Regions from separate parts of the Mus musculus genome. Here regions 2, 3 and 4 are each linked to region 1. Evidence: chromatin contacts called from public Hi-C and HiChIP or PLAC-seq data. All regions are on one chromosome and are shown on one strand. The core of a region is the stretch at or near the end of the contact, and the rest is flanking DNA. Distances in the headings are between cores, read along the strand shown.

The links. Hi-C and Micro-C count contacts between places; a contact is called where the count stands out from the background. HiChIP or PLAC-seq counts read pairs in DNA pulled down with a chosen protein or histone mark.
Region 2: a contact with region 1 is called in a BATF HiChIP or PLAC-seq map of CD8 T cells, with 9 read pairs. The contact joins two enhancer-like sites. A contact is called at or near these places in 1 of 15 datasets of contacts at CTCF or cohesin (CD8 T cells), 5 of 484 Hi-C or Micro-C datasets (ECoMG-derived neutrophils, the HPC-7 cell line, bone marrow-derived macrophages and 2 more), 5 of 115 datasets of contacts at active chromatin or transcription factors (CD8 T cells, the HPC-7 cell line, Th17 cells and 2 more) and 1 of 9 other capture datasets (embryonic stem cells).
Region 3: a contact with region 1 is called in a BATF HiChIP or PLAC-seq map of CD8 T cells, with 5 read pairs. The contact joins two enhancer-like sites. A contact is called at or near these places in 7 of 484 Hi-C or Micro-C datasets (B cells, the BV-2 cell line, LSK cells and 4 more), 3 of 115 datasets of contacts at active chromatin or transcription factors (CD8 T cells, bone marrow-derived dendritic cells and bone marrow-derived macrophages) and 1 of 9 other capture datasets (adipose tissue).
Region 4: a contact with region 1 is called in a Hi-C map of bone marrow-derived macrophages, with 59 read pairs. The contact joins two enhancer-like sites. A contact is called at or near these places in 1 of 15 datasets of contacts at CTCF or cohesin (the G1E-ER4 cell line), 22 of 484 Hi-C or Micro-C datasets (3T3-L1-derived adipocytes, B cells, the C10 cell line and 17 more) and 9 of 115 datasets of contacts at active chromatin or transcription factors (CD8 T cells, the HPC-7 cell line, Th17 cells and 6 more).

What each region holds. Positions count from the first base shown.
Region 1 is chr2:102,850,767-102,854,246 of GRCm38.p6, forward strand. Cd44 (CD44 antigen) reads right to left here. Exons shown (of 9, transcript NM_001039151.1): 5 at 2,249-2,470. Among named protein-coding and RNA genes, the nearest start is that of Gm23731, 45 kb to the right of the region's middle. Within about 2 kb of position 1,530, at least 37 of the 459 cell types and tissues checked have an H3K27ac peak or open chromatin away from gene starts, as enhancers often do. A contact at or near this core is called in CD8 T cells, the HPC-7 cell line, bone marrow-derived macrophages and 1 more, where this site is marked.
Region 2 is chr2:102,979,771-102,983,129 of GRCm38.p6, forward strand. No RefSeq gene overlaps it. Among named protein-coding and RNA genes, the nearest start is that of Gm34483, 40 kb to the left of the region's middle. Within about 2 kb of position 1,356, at least 69 of the 459 cell types and tissues checked have an H3K27ac peak or open chromatin away from gene starts, as enhancers often do. A contact at or near this core is called in CD8 T cells, bone marrow-derived macrophages and regulatory T cells, where this site is marked.
Region 3 is chr2:102,692,279-102,695,664 of GRCm38.p6, forward strand. The region is part of intron 1 of Slc1a2 (solute carrier family 1 (glial high affinity glutamate transporter), member 2); the gene reads left to right. Among named protein-coding and RNA genes, the nearest start is that of Slc1a2, 35 kb to the left of the region's middle. Within about 2 kb of position 1,498, at least 25 of the 459 cell types and tissues checked have an H3K27ac peak or open chromatin away from gene starts, as enhancers often do. A contact at or near this core is called in CD8 T cells, where this site is marked.
Region 4 is chr2:103,017,362-103,020,728 of GRCm38.p6, forward strand. No RefSeq gene overlaps it. Among named protein-coding and RNA genes, the nearest start is that of Pdhx, 54 kb to the right of the region's middle. Within about 2 kb of position 1,925, at least 38 of the 459 cell types and tissues checked have an H3K27ac peak or open chromatin away from gene starts, as enhancers often do. A contact at or near this core is called in the HPC-7 cell line and bone marrow-derived macrophages, where this site is marked.

The DNA of each region.
Region 1 (3,480 bases), core at 280-2,779:
TTCATAGAGGAAATGACCTGGGAGAGCACCGAAGCTTGAACTGATGTACCTTGTGGACGGATGGAGTCTGTGTACTTGTGCATGTGTGGAGGCTACAGGTTGACATTAAATTCCTCGATTGCTGTCCACCTTATTTTTGAGCTAGGATCTCTCACTGCACCTGAATTTGGCTAAATTGGTTAGGCAGCAAGCTGCAGGATACCTCCAGTCTCCATTACCCTTGTTACTAGGATACAGATGCGTGCTGCCATGCTCAACCCTGAGACTCTGAGTATTAGAATGGATCTGGTACAAAATTAGCACCTTAAGATGGATTCACTGACTGGCCAGATTGGATGGGGAAGGAGCAGTGCTTAGGGAATGGGTTAAGGATGCTAATATATTTGGCCAATTACCCCTCTTCAAGTACATGTGAAACTCCCACCCCACACAGGTTGGGACTCCAGCTGTATTCAATCTCCACATGACAGATTTTGTTCGAGGATGTTCTTTTGGGGTGGGAAATAGGACTTTAGGTTAGACCTGTTCTGCTTCCTTATCAGACCACTAATTACTGTATTTGCCAACATCTGTCAAAACTGCACATTCCAATGAGAAGCACGTCAGACACGGTTGCATCAAAAGGACAGGGGACCCAAGTAGGTGCACATAGCTCGCAATGTCACCTGCCTGCTCTGCAGAGGTCTCTGTGGAGAGGTATTTCCCAGGACACTACAGACAACAAGGTGACAAACCATCAGAGAGGAAGTGACCTGGGAGGGCGTGAGAAGCTTGTGAGCGTTGCCTCATGTGGATAGATGGAGTCCGTGTACTTAGGCATGTGCAGAGGCCAGGGGTTGACATCAAGATGTTATCCTGCTTGCTGTCCACCTTAGTTTTTGAGCTAGGAACCCTCACTGAAGCTAGAGCTCACTGACTTGCCCGGGCTGGCTAGCCAGTGAGCTCCAGGTTTTCCCCGTCTCTGTCTAGTATTAGGAGTGCAGATGCACACTGTCATGCTCAACTTTTTATGTAGATGCTGAAGATCAAAAAACTCTGGTCCTCATGTGCTTGCCTGGCAAGCACTTTACCCATTGAGCTATCCCCGAACCCCCGGAATCTGATGGGGGATTCTTTTTTATTTTTTGGAAAGGCTTCAAACAATTTCCTGAGAATGACTGGAATCCTGCACCCGTTCATATCAGCCTTCCCCCTCACTCAGCAACCTGATAACAGAAATCTAAAACACTGTTAAGTGAGTTCAGCTTGCTTCAGAGTGCTATGGAGGCTTCCTGGCTTCTGGGTGACAAGGGCCCTATCTTGTATATTCCCAAGCCAGTACGTTCCTGCCAAACGGTGAAAAAGCCAGAGTTCCACCCCTCTGAGTTTCAGCCAGGAAATGTGAAAATCCACACCATACTAGGAGGCTCAGTGAAGGCTTAGCTGCCCTTTTTGGGTGTGAATAATTCTCCACAGAAGGAGCCCGGCCATCTAAAACCTCATTCTAAAACAAACCATAGAGGAAGTGCAGAGAGGGAAGTGGAGGAGATAAAAATCTCTGAGCACCTTCCTAACAGAGCTCATCTGCACAAACCTGCAGCCACTCAATGCTGCATGGGCTGCCTCCCCTGCCATTGCCCACAGATACCTAATGCTCTTGCATTAGGGTCTTCCCCCACAAACTGCAATCCAGAACTCTACAGCAACAGAAGGTGATCAGAAAACCCCTCACTCTTGCTTCCTTTGGCGGGGGGGGGGGGGGGAGCATGGTTTGAAAATTAGGGTTAAGAATATGGATATTACACAATCAGAATCCTAAGAATGGATCCTTTAAGGCACTGATGGAGCATACACTCTACAGTCCTGACTTTAAGAGAACAGTTTTCTCTTAAAGAAAATGGCAAATGACAAGAATAAAACAAGCAACACCACAAATTATTTCTGTAACAGGTCGGAGGCACTGTTAAATCCTTAGGAGCAAGAGAAAATCGGCACCTTCCTGAGGAAACCCTGCCAATATGGCATTCCTTATCCCAAGGTAAGAGGTTCAGAGGTGAAGATGGTGGGGATCTGAAGGGGAGTAGAAGCCATGGCACAATGACCAGGAACACTGACAGGAACAAGAGCTGGACTCCCTAAATGATCTCACCCACAGCTAGATGTCTAGAGATGGCAGAAAACAGACCCTGGGGTGTGCGTTACTCAGGAAGGCCGTTGGCATTCTGTCAAAGAACTGCTAGAGGAAAACCCAGGATGCCATTCTCCTTACTGGTGGCCAAGGTGCTCCGGATAAAGAAGGAGTCATCCTGATCTCCAGTAGGCTGTTCAGTAGGAAGGTAGGTGTGCAAAATGTAGCTTTCTGGGGTGCTCTTCTCGATGGTGGAGCCGCTGCTGACATCGTCATCTATAATGTTTGAAGCATCGATGTCTTCTTGGTGTGTTCTATACTCGCCCTTCTTGCTGTAGCGAGTACCATCACGGTTGACAATAGCTGAAGGAGATACAGACACACCTTTAGAAATTCATAGCTGATATATCTTGAGTATAGGAAAGATAATGGATTGTCCTATAACATGACATTAAAGCTACTTTCTTTTTGCTTTAAAAAGAAATCTGTCTGTCTAATGCTCATATAGAGTGTGTGAGATGTTGAAATAGTCCACCCCCTTCACCCACATACTCTAGAAATGAGGAGAAAGTTGAAGTACTGGGAAGTCCCCACATTTAAATCTGAGTTTCGAATAGCTTTAGACAAGGTAAGCCTGTGAGCTTCAGTTTCTTCCTTAGTAAAGGAATGGTCCAGCCTTCTGGATGGGGTTGTCATGCGCTGCACATGATTCACTGTCATTAGCACTCAACATAGTAAGTGGTCAAAATAAGAAGAGGCTCAATAAGTGATGCTTCTCCCACCCTATATCGTCCCTGAAATATGTGTACATTTTGTTACTCTTGATTCCATCCCAACCCAGGAAGGATTTGAAATAGTAGTCACATAGCCTCCACAAAAAAAGGCATATATTTGCAATCCTTTAGAAAGATTCTTTTTAAAAGGTAACTTTTGTCAGTTTAATCAAACCCCAATTTCTGGCTAGAAAACTGGTTTGTCTAAATATTGACAGAGCTTCAACCATCCTCAGGGGAATTCAACCTTAAAATTAGCAAATATATATATATATATATATATATATATATAGTTTAATAAGAATCTTTAGTTTAATAAGAAAGTGACCAGAATGAACCAGAGGAGAAAAAGTAAAAATGAAATCAAATTCATTATCCATCCTTAAAACACATTTTCTGCCTTGATCCTCAGCCATTTGCTGCACACAGCTACTTATGTGTACTTTGCTGGAAACTGTTTCCTGCTGAATTGCATGTGTGGTACCAAGGATCCTTTGTTTCACTTACCTAGCTTAAATGAAACTTTCAGTTGGAAAAATGTCAACGTCTCAGTTACTCTGAACATCTAGCCAAGGCAATTTAAATTGTCTTATCATTTAA
Region 2 (3,359 bases), core at 106-2,605, 130 kb after region 1:
TGTGGGCTATCCCAAGTCACACCTGAGCTGCTGGAGCCCCTTCTCTTAGCCTAGAAAATGAGAATATGTTAACACAAGGCACATATAAGAGGCTGGGATGGGTCAAGTTAGTGAGAGCTGTCTGAGGAATCTAATCTAAGAACGAGGCCATATCCTATTTTCTGACTTCAAACACTGAGTCAGTACTCTCCAAAGATGTGCTGGGAAGCCAGCACAGTGGTTTCCAGACAGAGGAGAGAACAAATGAAAGGAAACACAGAGGGCCAGTGCAGCCCTACCTCTGCACCCAGCCCTACCCTGCACCCAATCTACCCCTGCACCCAGCCCTACCCCTGCAACCCAAACTTACCCCTGTACCCAGCCCTACCCCTGCACCCAGCCCTACCCTGCACCCAACCTTACCCCTGCACCCAGCCCTACCCCTGCAACCCAAACTTACCCCTGTACCCAGCCCTACCCCTGCACCCAGCCCTACCCTGCACCCAACCTTACCCCTGTACCCAGCCCTACCCCTGCATCCAGCCTTTCTTGTTTGCCTTCTACATCTGAAGTTTATATAAAACGACACCAAAGAAAGGCTCTTTGGTGAGAACAGATGAACAGGTAAACACAGTTCATATCTGGATGTGACTAAGAACCTCACAAGAGTTTATGCATCTAGGAAAGCAACTCAATATAGAGACAGATAGATGAGAGGATTATTTTGATATTTTAATTAATTTTATTCTTTGTCAAAAGGTCACTCCACCTCTGGTGGATTCTCATAGCCTTTCTTGTGATAGCAAGGAGTTCAGTAAATGAAGGAATTATTTCCCATCTTGTACATTATGAATCCATGTCAGCACATTTTTTCAGCTCCAGAGCCTCTAAGATGCTGATATCCCTATCCTCACCTATTTCTTCCTCTGAAGTAGGGATGGGTCATGGGGATACAGTGAATGGGTCATAGTCAATTACAAACCTGGGAAGAGAGATGATAAAGGCCTTTCTCTAAACACATGGGTTCTTTCTCTGCTCTCCTCTAAACACAAGTAAATCTAGCTTAGGCATAGGTGAGATTTCTAAGCTAAATACCAATTACCTGCCAGTGTTTGAAATTAACCAGGACACTTGTTCACAGCTATTTGTGGAAAGGCTGTGTATCTCAGTGATGCCAACAAGACCACTGGGAGAAGAACCAGTGAGGGCCCTCTCTGAGAGCATCAGTCTCGGGCAGGATGAGTGGTTATTGAGATGGGGTGTTTCAAGTTTGGAACAAGCAAAAGTGAAGATTGCCAACACCCAGGAAATAAGGAAGAATGAGACAGAAACCAGATGTGTTGGTGTCATCCTGTGACTCAGCTTCTATTCTGGTTGCTGATAAATAAAGAAGAGTTTCCAGGTATGCTATGTTTGGTTTAGCCCTAAACTCGGACAGTAAGTATACCCTAAAGTTACCAAAACAGCACTGCTCTGAACCACAACCATTTCACATGTGTTGATGGGTTAAAAAGAAAAAGAAAAAAGAAATGAAAATTGGAAACATGACAACACAAGATGAACACCCATGGGCTTTCCACACAGCTGGTAAATGTCCCTTTGCTCTCAGTGGACACAGGAGCTCTTCTTCTGTTTTGACAGCTTTTCCTGCCCTGAAAGACCCTCTTTGGGATCATTTCCCCAGTGGGTTTCCCCACCTTTCCTTCACTCACATCTCTCTCTCCCCGACTTTCTTCTTCGAAGTTCCCATAGGCCAATCTGTCTTTCCAACCCCACCCCACATGCATGTACAGACTTCGTCCGAAGCCTCCCTGTGAGCAATATCTTTTTCTGAGGGCAGTAAACCCTGACTCACTGCCTCCTTCCTACCACAGTTTCCAAAACACTGCTATTGCGCCCTTGTCTCTATGCAGATCTCAGTCAGTCTGGGCCACCATGTATGCAAACAGCTCTTTCTGGGAAATCCCTTCTTGTCTTCCAAACACTCTCTTATTTTTTAACTTGAGAATTTTATATATGTATATAGCATGCATACAATGCAGTGTGGTTGTATTCCACCCCTCATCCCCCAACACACACTATTCTCTCATATCTCTTTACCACTCCAGCTGATCTGTATCTTCCCAACTACTCATTTCCCTACTTGCTCATCTTTGTGCAGGTCTCGGGGAGGTAGGGAGTCATACTGTGGGATGCTCATGATGTACCATGGTCATGCCACACCCAGAAGACTGCTTTATTGTAGTCTCCTTCATCCTCCAGCTCTTACAACTCTTTGATGCTGAACAGTTACTTATTCTCAGCACTTTGTCCAGTTATGAGTCTCTGAACTAACTGCTGTCCACTGGGGGCAGCAGTAGCTTCTTTGGCTTTGGCTGAAAGCAGCATTGGTACATGGGTATAAGCATACACATTTCGAAGATGATTGGATGAGATGTCTACTTAATAAAGCATCAGGAGTATATGCCACTTGGGATTTGTAACCTTTCTAGCCATAGGCTGTTGTCCACGCTTACAGAGTGACCTTCTAATTCTTACCCTGAAATCCTCTGAAGAAAGCAAAGTTAAAGATACTCTCTGTTCTTTTCTGTGCCTTAAACTTTTGGCCAGCCAAGAAAAAATATACTTTTGCCACTAAATTGAGACCCCAAGTTCCTTAGAGAAATGACATTGAAAGCAGACAGCGTATGTGCCATGATTTTCATCTTTTCACCACGTAGGCGGGGAGAAATGCATCTGAAAGGTGAGATGAGACCTTGTCTACATCAGGTAGCTGAAGTTCTGCTCCTTTCTTAGTCCCTGCAACAAAAAGAGATTTAAATGTGAGTAGTATAAAAGGAGAGGGAAAATTTATATCTTTGTTGAAGAGGACATAAAGACAGTCAAAACATCATGCCAAATGTGAATAGATGGATGCCTTCTCTCATCAAATCCATCAAATATTTAATCTTTCAGATCCAACAACATAAAGATCACTGATTTGATGCTGGTACCTTGCCTATGAGGAGGATGCAATTCAGCAAGATCAATCAGGTTCTTTGCTTAACTGTCCCCAGATTCTTACCTGTGTCTTCCAGTTGTCTGACCCTCAGACAATCTTTGCTTTGGGCTGACTCTTCAGTGACTTCCCCAACTTCCTTCGCCCTGCAGATAACCACGGGACCTTCCTAAACACATCCAATAACATTAGGAAATGAGCTCTTTACTCTAGGGAGTTTCTCAGCTGCTCATGGGCATTCTAAGAGTGACCTAAAAATATTACATAAGCCTAGGCTGGACAAGCATGACTGAGTGACCAGAGACAGATCCTCTGGTGGCTGTCTTCCAGATCACCCAAATGACATAGAGCTTAGGAAATAAAAAATACCCAGGATCCTTTC
Region 3 (3,386 bases), core at 248-2,747, 160 kb before region 1:
ATGTTTGAAACAGAATCGTAGGTGTCTATGTTTTAGGATAAATGTGAAGGCATGATTTGTACTTTCACAAATAGTAGGTACATTTTTCATGAGAAGTTGACTCTCTGTTGTGGTGAAAACTTTCAAGGTTGCTCAGGGCCACAACGAGCAGGTGAATCCATAGAAAGGTCAACCCGGTGGCTGAACACATCCTCTGTGGCACAAATGTTTTCCTTTTAAGTCTGGTTCACATCCCACTTGCTGTGCAGTCTTGGGCATGTTGGCTAATGCACTGTCTCCACCCATCAAATGGGCCCATTGTGGTGAGCATTTAACCTTAAGAGAATGTGAGTCGGTTGGAGGATGCGTGCAGGCCACTGTCATCTGTCATATTGTTCTGCTCATCATCATAGCCATCTCCCCTCCCTGAAGGGTCTGTGTGCAAAATCCCATTCTCACCCTCTGTGTGCAGCTCCTGAAGGCCACCAGGGATACATAGCTTTTCTTGGAAAGGCAGCCAATGAAATGGTGCCGTGGAGCCTGTTATTTTCTGGAAGTGCCAAAGGGAGCTTATGGTCTCCCACTTTCTGTAGGAGAGAAAGGCAATCTGGGTGCCTCTGAACCAGCACAGTGGAAATCAGTGGACAGATTTGTGGGTTACTTATTGTCTCTCTGCTTTAAAGTTTTTAAAAATTAAAACATTTAACGACAGCCCTATATCCAGATTTCTTCAAGTATTCTTGGTGCCACGCCAAAGGGAAAGAGGAAGGAGTCTTACTGGCTGATGTAACTGAGTCTCACTGAGGTGTTCAGGAATTCCAGGGATTTAGATGCAGCAGGACTGGGGGGCCAATCTGTTACTCAGTCTCTTAGCTGAGCTTGGTTCTGAGTTATCTTTGTTCCAGGCAATGATGGGTCAAGCTCAAGGCATACGGTGCCTTCATAGTTAATAATTACAGCAATGAAAACTGCCTCTTTTTTTTTTCTGACGATCCAGAAAGGCCCCCAGGGAAGATTCTAGTTGGGTGAACTCCAGTTCCATTCATTCCTGGTGTAACCAGTGAGGAAACGTTCACTCCGATTGGCTAAATATGGATTATTGTTTGTACTTTCATGGAGCGTGTAGAGATGGGTGGTTCTCCAAAGAGATGCTGAGAAGACAATAGGGAAGGGAAGCAGAAGGAAAGGAATGGAAAGAAAACAAAAGAGAGAAAGAGGAGGAATACATGTAACTACTACTCAGAAATTCCCACAGTTAGGTAACTTATACCAGAGCTATGTAATACCTCGTGGAAGCTTAATTCATGAACTTTTCTTTCCCCCACCCCCACAAGGGTGTGATTTTTCAGTGAAGTGTTGTTTTCTTGCACCTGAAGCGTCAGTATTTGCCGTGACTGCTGCTTCTTGGAGCTCAGGGTGTCATTAGTAGCATAACAGCCACGCGGTGTGGCTTAGCCTTTTCCCTATAGACAGATGCTAAAAATACCCAGAGCACTGCAAACAAGCAGGGCGTGCCCACCTGGGATGGACTCTCAGCCACTAAGCCGCCTTAGCCCTGGCTCTGCAGGGAGAGGCACTGGCTCTGCTAGGACTCTGTTGATAGAGGAGACGAGGGGGCTGCTGGTGGAGGAGAACTGTGTGGAGGAGAGGAAATGGGGGAACCTGATAACACTTTTTTGTTTGCACTGACTTTGCTGTTCTCTGTAGACTTGAACTAAGATGTGTCAAGAGATCAGAGCAGTCCCCGCAGCAGCGCAGATTAGCTGGGATTTAAACTAAAACTCCTTAACCAAGAGGTCACCTAGACTTAAGCCTCCCGAATGTGTCCATGAAGAGGCCCAAGGAGCACAGCATTCAGAGAAGGTTAGTGTGCATGCTGATCAGGGCCAAAGCTATGCCTCAAGAACCAAGGAAAATTCCAGAGCCTTTCTGTGGAACCTTTAGGTGGAGTTGAACCATACAGAGAGCCAGGGTCATCTTAATTCAAGTGTGCGCCTCTCTTCTGTGTCTGAAGAGGTCAAGAGTATTGGCATCTTATGTTGAACAGCTATAGTAGAGAGCCTGCTTGCTTGCTAACTGGGTTGTCTTATCATGCCAGTGAGCTCTTGGGGTTTTCAAAAGCTAGCCAAGGGATTACATGATATGCTTAGACAGGTTATGGAAATATGTGACTCATAGCAGATCTGACCTTTCATACACTGTTTGGAATCATCTTGTGCCTATTTAACAATATAATGAACCCTACTTAGCGAGAACATGCAGGCCACGGTGTTGGCTGATTGAGTGGGACTGACTTGATGTTTCTAGAGAGATGGTCATAGAAAGGAAAAACAGAGGCGATCAATGGCCCTTTGGTCTTAACAATTTTATTTAAACAATTCCGTGGACACCTGGACTTGTCCCAACTTTTATGTTTCCCACTGGCAACTGCCACTCGGATGATCGATTGCCCAGAAGTTGTTCTCAGAACCATCTTTCCATTGGCCTGGGATTTAAGTGAAAAAGTTAGTCCTCAAAGGATAAGTATGAATCAGTTCTTGGGACAAAATGTACTTCACATTGTTTCTTTCCATACATGTGTGTGTGTGTGTGTGTGTGTGTGTGTACCCTGGACATATGCTTCTCATTGGAAAAACTCGATCGAATGTCTGTCTCTCTGGGCTGGCTCTCACGGAGAGCCTTTGGCATCTTCTCAAGCCTCAAGTGAAGTCATCTGAGCTCCCAGATTGCTAGGTGGTCGCTCCCAGGGAGTGTGGCAGAGGCAGGGGTGCCTGGCTCTGGGAGTTTGCTTTCTTAGAGGTTTATGACTGAAAAAACAAAGAAAGAAAAGAAGCAGTATATTGTCTATTTAATCTGCATTGTCTAAATGTGGCAAAGTATTTAGAGGTTTTGAGTCAGAACAGCCTCCTAATAACAGTGATAGCAACAGCAAAAGGTCTACTCTTTACAAAGCACTTCTTGTGTGCCAGGTTACTTTTCTGTGTGGCATACATTTTAGTGAATTTAATCCACAGACAGTTGGTTTCAGATTCACTCTTCAAGTTCTCTTTCTCCCAGTTAAGTTGGCTATGTGGGCTGAGTACTCTTTCCAACTTTAACTACATCCTTATAGACTTGACTTTTCATAGAATTTAACTGAAAACAGTCATGGGCTGTATGTTCTTTCGATCTTACTGCTTTTCGGAGCCTTAACTATGAGGCCTGAGATTGAATCCATTTGAGAAATTCAGTTAAAGGTCAAAGGTCCATTCTATTCCTCTTGCCCTCGCTCCAGTGCATTAGAAACATTTTAATTTTGTGATGATTGTTCTCAGTTTCCATGAAAAAGAGGAGGACCTGGGTGCTTAGAGTTTGTTGTAAATGCAAAGGGTACACTCTTTGGGAGATGTAGATAGTAGTGAATCAAG
Region 4 (3,367 bases), core at 675-3,174, 170 kb after region 1:
CACCTGAGAATGTTGTGTGTAATGTTGTTAAAGCTTTGTACCACATGGATATAGGCTCAATCCCAGATGCAGCTCTTAGAGCTTAGCTCAGTTCATGTAGTCTCTGAGTCTGTACACGTTATCTAAGACTATAAAGGAGGGCTGCTATAAAGCAAGATACACCTCCCACACAGAACTGAAGAGATGATGTAAGATAAGCAGTTGCCACACAGAGGATCTTTCCCCTCCTCCATAGATAAGAATTATTAAGACACAGGATAAGCTTACTGCCAAAAGCCTAGTAATTTTAAACTAGGCTGACACTAGGCAGAAAATACTCCTCCTGATGAGCAAGCATGCAGATTAAATGAATTCTTAGAAAAGGATGTTCCCACAGAGCAGAAGCTAAGGCACTGGGAGGGGTGATCATCTACCAAGCTCTATCCTGTAGCTTCCTGATAAGTAGTATTCTCTGCCAAGCGGACTGAGGGGCCACGGATAGAAAGTAAGTGGGGCCAAGAGGTGGTGGTGCACACCTTTAATCCCAGCACTAGGGAGGCAGAGGTAGGTAGATCTGAGTTTGAGGTCTGCCTGGTCTACAAAGGGAGTTCCTGGATAACCAGGGCTACATACATTGAGACCCTATACAAAGTTTAAGTGTAACATACACATAAAAACTTAACCTTGTGTCCAGTTTATGCTTTATAAAGGCTTGACTAATGTGTATCTCATTTGGCCACAACAGACAAATCTTTAAAGATCTACTTGTCTGTGACAAGAATAACTATGAATCTCATAAAGAAAAAAATTTAAATACATTTAGATGAGAAAATCTTGACTGATCGTCCTAATGTTCTCTCAACTTTTAACAGAAACCTATATTTCCCTTAAACTTATGTCCTTGGTGGTATAGTTTAAATCAAGGAGCATTGACAATACTCACTTTCTCAGAAAGAAAAAGGTGGCTCAGAGTTGGAAAATCAGGGAAGTGACTTCTAATTTGTGAAAATAAACTATATGATCAAAGACACAAACTAACAGTAACTTTCCAAAGTTCATCTGCAAACGACTTTAGCAAATTTCAATTAAGGGTGCTTAAGAAATGGTTCAGTGGTTAGCTGCTCTTGCAAAGGTCCCAAGATCAGTTCTCAGCACTCACATGGCTGCTCACAAGTGCCCGAAACTCCAGTTCCAGGCAATCCAATGGCCTTTTCTGGCCTCTGTGGGCACCAAATATGTTTATCTAAACTATTTTTAATTAAAGAGGCTCCTCATTGTTCTATAACTTAGAAGATAAACTACTTTGTTCCAATTGCCTCCTTCCAAAACCAATGCAGATGCCAGAAAGGCAAATAACCATGCAGAACTATTCAAAATGTCTTTATGAGACGATCACTCTTTTATTTACAAGTTTAGATGTGTCCTGAAACCATGCTACTTGCTGTATCACATATAAGCACCTCACTCCTCTTCAAGTGGCAATAGTGAGCCTCCAGAAACTGTCCTGGAGGGAATTCCACTCATCTTATGGCGCTGTCTCGAAAGCACACGCCTACCTTGCATTCACAACACACATACAGCAGCCTGGCATGGAGGACACACTTCCTTGTCCTTCTTCATTAAAAGCCCTGAGGTAATGGCGATCCAGAGTCAGTCATACTTCAGTTAGTATAAACCCTGCAGCTGTTTCCTGCTGCCCCACATCCTTTGTTGTAACCCACTTGGAATCATGGCCAGATTAATTTTAAAGTCTTTCTGTATTGTTACTCCCTTCTAAAAATCCAGTGCTTCCCATTCATAGCACTTGTTTCAAGTGTAATTTTTAATCTGCATAAGTTCATTTCTTCACTTTGCGAAGGGAGCCCGCGTCCATCATGACACAACCTTGTCATGAGAACAGAATGTCTTTGAAAGCTGAGACCGAAAGCCATGCAGTTTCTCTATTTGGATGACAATATATTAACTCATAGCACCACCTACCTTTCAAAGTAGGGAAACAAGGCTTCTTTTCCAGAACTTATGTTTTGCTTAAACAATTACTGGTAAAGGTAGGTTCAGAGTGCAAATAAGTAAAAAACAAAAGAAAAAGAAAAAGTTCCATTCGATATTATGTGAACACTCTTAACAGTATTTATAAATTACTTGGCAATGTTTCATTCAAGTCTGGTCAGCAGCACCCAGACATTTTTAATGTGACAGAAAATAGTGGACAAACTCATTTTTAGCTACTAAGTAGGAAGTGTAGTTAAAGAAACCAGCCCATTCTGACTAACAGAGGTAACTGTTCATTAATACTTCCATGACTAATGGTTAAACACTAAGATGAATGATGCTTTTCCCTCATAATTCATGCTTAGGTTGTTTTCCTTGTCTCAGTATATTTGCCTGTTATAAACAGAGTGTGGTGGTGGACAGTCTTGCTGATGCACACATGGCTCACACCATGTATCCACACTCCTTCAAATCAAGATCATTCCTTGACCTCATGCTGCAATAGGATTATTTCCATAAATGACAATTTGCTTACAGGAATCTAATTGCTAGAGATGCTAGAGGAATTATTTTTGATCAAACGGGGAAAGCTTCTACACTGCTTATTAACTATCACAGAAACCATGAGAGGGAGGCAACTAGGTTTGTGTTGCCCACGAACTGAAATAAATGGCTTCAGATAAACAGTGCCTCTGTCCAAGCTGGATGGGGACCAACCTCCTTTGTAGCTACAGGAAATGGAGGCATTATTGCTAGTGATACCGGCCCACAGAAGACAGAGCGCAAGCAAAGAGCTACTTATGGCTGTCTCATGTTCAAGTCCTCAGATGTCAAAATTAGAAAAGGGGGCTGAGGAGAGGGTTCAGTGGGTAAAAGCACTCGTCATGCAAACCTAACACCCTGAAAGACAGACACCATGACCCTACCTGTTCTTACAGGCAGATGGAGGCAGAGACAAGACAATTACCAGGAGCTAGCCTGGTGTACACAGCAGTGAGCAAGAGATCATACATCAAACAAGGTGGAAAGCAAGAATCCAAGGTTGTTTTCTGCCTTACACACCTGGGAACATGTGTCTATATCCACATCCACACAACACACACTCACACAGTATTAAAAACATTTCAGCCACACTGAACTTGAAAGTAGTGCAAGTGTAAAAGCTATTTTGAAAACGGTGCTTGGTAATAATTTTAAGTTAATCTGACAAAAGTTTGAAGAGTCCATTTTAAAATGGCTTGTTAAAACCGAATAACTGAATTAAATATTTTTCTTAACAAGAGATATACTGGGGCACTAATTATTTCTGAAGGCTCCTTTGTTAGGGCTATAGTTCATCATGTCATACTCAATACAACTTGTACCATGGAGTCTTTTTTCTGGTGATTTATGTCAA